Linked DNA regions of Ovis aries: region 1 is linked to region 2. Evidence: chromatin contacts called from public Hi-C data. All regions are on one chromosome and are shown on one strand. The core of a region is the stretch at or near the end of the contact, and the rest is flanking DNA. Distances in the headings are between cores, read along the strand shown.

The links. Hi-C and Micro-C count contacts between places; a contact is called where the count stands out from the background.
Region 1: a contact with region 2 is called in a Hi-C map of tail adipose tissue, with 2.7 times the contacts expected there. The contact joins two enhancer-like sites. A contact is called at or near these places in 2 of 16 Hi-C or Micro-C datasets (muscle and tail adipose tissue).

The regions. Positions count from the first base shown.
Region 1 is chr6:73,081,949-73,084,648 of ARS-UI_Ramb_v3.0, reverse strand. No RefSeq gene overlaps it. Among named protein-coding and RNA genes, the nearest start is that of POLR2B, 14 kb to the left of the region's middle. Within about 2 kb of position 1,443, at least 3 of the 54 cell types and tissues checked have an H3K27ac peak or open chromatin away from gene starts, as enhancers often do. A contact at or near this core is called in tail adipose tissue, where this site is marked.
Region 2 is chr6:72,845,647-72,848,457 of ARS-UI_Ramb_v3.0, reverse strand. No RefSeq gene overlaps it. Among named protein-coding and RNA genes, the nearest start is that of REST, 63 kb to the left of the region's middle. Within about 2 kb of position 1,522, at least 4 of the 54 cell types and tissues checked have an H3K27ac peak or open chromatin away from gene starts, as enhancers often do. A contact at or near this core is called in tail adipose tissue, where this site is marked.

The DNA of each region.
Region 1 (2,700 bases), core at 194-2,693, 240 kb before region 2:
TATGTGTATCCTTCATCCCCAAATACCAAATGCCACTAGCAGCACCCCTGCCCCATTCCTCACTGTGACAATGGAGAACCCTGACGTTTCTAGACCCACCCTCTAGAGGGCGGTAGCTCCCCAAGTTAAGAAAATGGTAGCTGATTTCTAGTTTATTTTGGAGAAAATGAAATACTGTAAATTTCATAACTTAAAACTGTGACCACTGTATTTGTGTACTGTTTGCAGTTTGGAGCTTAGGCCTGAAATCTTTAGATTAAAAAGAATAAAATATGGTAAACCTGCATTTATGGAAAAATATAGAACCCGAAAACTGATGATGCATTTACCCTGAAAAGTTATGTATTCTAGAAAGCTGAATATTTCTCCCTCATCTTTTCTTTAGGCTTTCAGACATCTCAACTAGCAGAGATTCCATTTTTAAACGTTCAGAGTTTATACTCAGGTTTCTCTTCCCTTTAAAATTCAACGGTTATATTTTCACTAAGGCATATCTAAAAATGTTCTAAGGTACTTTGCGAGCAGTTTTAAACAGTGCAATTTACTAAGTAAGTTTCAGTTTCCCTGGTTTTAATCTCTTTGGGTCTTCATTTTCTCATCTATAAAATGAGGGAACTACACTATATATTTCTGAGTCCTAACTTTATAGGATTCTCAGCAAAAACAGGCAGGGAAGCCAAGAAAGGGTGGTTACAAGACCTCAGATGAAAAAACCCCTCTGAGCATAGACAGTAGAGACTGGTGCTAGGTTTTGTTATTAATTTACATCACATTCTGCCGACCTAGTGCAGCCCAGATCACTGCTGGTCTATCCAACTGATCCACAGTGGATTTGCTATTAATAAAGTTCTCTTACTGTGTTGGTTTCTGAGTATGTCAGTTTACTAATACTTCTTAATCTACTGGTCTCAGTATGAAGAGTACCCTTCCAGCATTAATCATTTATACCATGGCAGCATACAGGAAATCAGGAAAGAGAAGTTAACAGCAAGGTGTCAGAACAGCCTCTCATGTCCACAGAATAGGGGTTGAAGTTCCATCTTCTTTTTCTCCCCTTTTAAAATAGCAGCATTTTCTTCAAAGTTTCAGTGAAGTTTAATGTATTTTCTATTTCTAATCACCATAAACAGCAAGTTCTACCAATCATTGGGGCTTTTTGTAGTTCCCCAGTGTCTAATTTGTCTCTCTCTCTCGCAACACTTGCCATGACAACGGAGAAGAGAACAGACGCAATCCCGTGTGCTTGTGCTTCTTGATCCCTCTCTCTGCAAAATGGAAATCAAGGCTGGTTTCCTGCAGATGACTAACTTGGAGCTCCAGGGATGCCAGACATGACAGACCTCTTATTGCCTCATGCTCCAGCTGAGGCGAGCTGTTTTGTAGACAGCCTCTGATCATTCACCCTGGCTTCCCTCCCACCTGGCTGTGTCTTGTGGAGCAACAGAATCACTTCCATTCTTTCTCAGACTGCTCCATTTTCTCTTGGCTCCTCTCCTCCTCCCCGAGGGATTGTTTTCTCTCAAATGTCAGAGTAATGCTTAAACAAGAAAAACAAGACTTCAGACTCATGTGAATCCAACAGATAGCACCTCTGCCTGCTCTTAATCTTTGTTCTGTTGTCTGTCTCACTGATGCCCTGTAGTGGGTGGGAATGGCTTAAGATTAATTTAACATCATGTATGAATGATGCTTCACTTTTCCCCATCATGTCAAAGACCATAGGTATTCTCTCATTTAGTACAAGAGTTTCATGATCTGAAAATTCCTAAGTTCTAGAGTTTTAGAGCAAATACCTAACTACGGCTTGGAGCTTCAGGTTCCTGTTTTTCAGAAGCTTCCCTTTGTTTCTCATGTCATTCTCAGAATTTGCCTTCTGAGTAATAAACCTAGTGGAAATATTTCTTTGGTCTTAATATTCTCACTGGTAGGTACAATAGGTATGATGCTTAATCACAGACACTGAGTACCTCTGGCCAGCATTGGTAGATCTGAGAAAACTGAGGCCACAGAAAGACACATTATCTGTTTCTTAATGTGGAGTAGAGACCACATTATCAGGGGATTTTGGACATGTGAGACAGCCAAAGTTCCTTTCTAACTTTTCACTAAGTCTCCAGAAAATAGCTGTATGGATTCAATGTATGAATGAATTAGGAGAACAAAGGGACTTTTCTGAGGGGTTGATTTTTCCCTTCTCTAAAAAATGGAAAGCTGACTTAGCATTGACACTTTTCTAGGGTTTCTTCCAGTCCTGCCTAAAGGCAGTAGTATATGAGAGTATTCATTGCTGCTATGATCATATGATGACTTCCCAGGTGCTGCTAGTGGTAAAGAACCCACCTGCCAAAGGAGGAGACATATGAGACTCAGGTTTGATCCCTTTGTTGGGAAGATCCCCTGGAAGAGGGAATGGCAACCCACTCCAGTATTCTTGCCTGGAGAATCCCATGGACAGAGGAGCCTGGAGGGCTATGGCCCATTAGGTCGCAGTCGGACATTACTGTAGGAACTGAGCACACATGCGGCCCTTATTTAGGACAGTGAGCCAGGCAGTTTTAGGCATTTTATATATATATATATATATATATATCTTAACTGAGTCCTTAGAATAACCCCATGCAGGAGGTATATACTATTATCTGTATTTAGAGATGGAACTGAGGCAAAAGTAACTAGCCAGGGTCACATAACTAATGAGAG
Region 2 (2,811 bases), core at 273-2,772:
CCCCTTCCCCATGTCAGAGCCTCCTTTAAGTCCCCCAAACATAGGAGTTGCTAAGTGTTCTAATGCTGATCCCACTGCCTCCCTTCCATCTAGAACCTTGCTCCTCAATGTGGTCTTTCTGGACAAGTAGGATTGGCTTCCTTGAGAGCCTGTTAGAAATGCAGACTCTTAGGTCTACCCTGGACTTCCTGTATCAGAAGCTGCATTTTAATTCAGATCCCCGAGTGATTCATCTGCACATTAAGATTTAAGAGGTGCTGATCTACGGCAGCACTGCTGCTGCTGCTAAGTCGCTTCAGTCGTGTCCGACTCTGTGCGACCCCGTAGACGGCAGCCCACCAGGCTCTCCCGTCCCTGGGATTCTCCAGGCAAGGACACTGGAGTGGGTTGCCATTTCCTTCTCCAATGCATGAAAGTGAAAAGTGAAAGTGAAGTCGCTCAATCGTGTCCGACTCTTTGCGACCCCATGGACTGCAGCCTACCAGGCTCCTCCATCCATGGGATTTTCTGGGCAAAAGTACTGGAGTGGGGTGCCATTGCCTTCTCCGATGGCAGCACTAAGCAAGAGAAATACAATGCACACCACGTGTATTTTGAAATTTCTTGTAGCCACATTTAAAAACATGAAAAGAAACGTGAAATTAATTGTCATTATATAGTGTCATTGAACTCAGTAAATACAAACTGTTATAATTTTAATGTGTAACCCATATAAAAATCATTGAAATACTTTATACTCATTCGTTAGGTTAGTGTTTGAAATCCAGTGTGTATTTCACCCTTACAGCACATCTCACATCGCACCAGTCACATTTCAAGTGTTCAGTAGCCACAGGACAGTGGCTACAGTTTTAGAAAAGGCAGCTCTAGAGCTTAGCGCGCAAATGAGATCTTAAGGTTACAGTGAAAAAATCTGTGGCAAACTGCTTCAGTACTTATCGGTGTTGTGGTCTTGGGCAAATTATCCCTCTCTGGCTTTCTTTCCTCATCTTGTGAACCAGGCAACTGTGGAGATTCGTATCTGGGCTCTGTCATTTACAGTTTCCTCAATAAAATAGGGCTAAAAATGCTCTCCATCCTATGTGGTATGTTGTAGAGATTAAAAGAATAAATACATGGAAATTCCCTACACCAATACCTGATCCATTATAGGCATTACTGTCCACAAGTTATAATGTCAGTAAAGGACCTATTCACAGTAACAATTATGAATAGTTGGGTGATATAAAAAATGCCTGTATTAAAATGTTAAATAAAAGAAACAATACAAAATGGTTTTTTATAATATGATCACACTTATATTAAAATCAAAGTAGCTTAAAATTATAGCTAGAAGTAAGGAAGCAAATATTAATTTTGATTATGTTTGAGAGACAGAATATTTTTGGGGAGACAGTGATTTTTTTCTTTCTGCTTTTCTAAATATGTGTTGATTTTGTAATGGGAACAAAATGAACTGTTTCTCAAACTGCATACTAGTTGAACTAGTTGAGAGCATGGGGCCTGGAATAATACTCCCTGGGTTCCCCTGAGGGCACTGTGGTGAGTGAAATAAATCAGAGAAAGACAGGCTACATGATCTCACTTACATGTGGAATCTTAAAAAAAAAACCTCATAGAAATAGAGAAAAAGTTTGAATGCTGCCAGGTGCTGTGTGGAAATCAGGAAATATTGGTCATAGGGTACAAAGTTCCAGTTATATTTAAGATGAACAAGTTCTGGGGATCTAATGTACAGCATGGTGACTATAATTAACAATACTGTATTTTGTACTTGAAAGTTGCTAAGAGAATAAATTTTAAATGTTCTCATCACACATATTATTTGTGATTACATGAGGTGATAGATATGTTAACTAACTTTATTGTGGTAATCCTTTCACATACTCTGTGTGTATCAAATCATTGTATTGTATACTTAAACTTGCACAATGCTATATGTCAATGCTACCTAATAAATCTGGAAAACAAAGAGTAAGATATGAGGAAGAGAAGATTCACTTCACAGATTTCAGAGAAGCAAATTTTATCTAAATCTTTAAAAATACTAGAGCAAACCCACAAATTCTCTGGATTCTGATTCTGGCTATGCTTTCCCTAGCTTATGATCTTGGATAACTTTTTAAACTGCTCTGTGCCTAGATTGCCTCATCTAAGAAATGGGAATAGTAATTATACTTAACTGATAAGAGTTTTGAAAATAAAAAAAAGAGTTGTCACGAGGATTAAATTATATAATAGCTAGGAAAATGCCTGGCACATGATCGCAATGGTTTGATAATGAAGATGAAGGAGGAGGGGGAGGAGGAGAAGGGAGATAAGGTTTGTGTTAGTGATCACTGCCTCCCTGGGTTTGGACCCTGATTAGCTGTTGGGATTTGGGCATGTTTCTTAAATTCTCTAAGCCTTAGTTTTCTCATCTGTAAATGGAATAACAATACAGGCAATATGCACAGATCACACAAAATTGATAAGGGGAGTACATAAGATCATTCGTGTATAGTGCCTGGATCACAATAAGCTCAATAATATTATCTCTAAAAAGTTAACACAAACTGGGGCAGCAATGTCTACTTTATAGATTGCTGTGAAAATAGAACGAGAGCCCTTTGAAAACTGCTGCTAAGTCGCTTCAGTCGTGTCCGACTCTGTGCGACCCCATAGACGGCAGCCCACCAGGCTCCCCGTCCCTGGGATTCTCCAGGCAAGAACACTGGAGTGGGTTGCCATTTCCTTCTCCAATGCATGAAAGTGAAAAGTGAAAGTGAAGTCGCGCAGTCGTGTCCGACTCTTAGCAACTCCATGGACTGC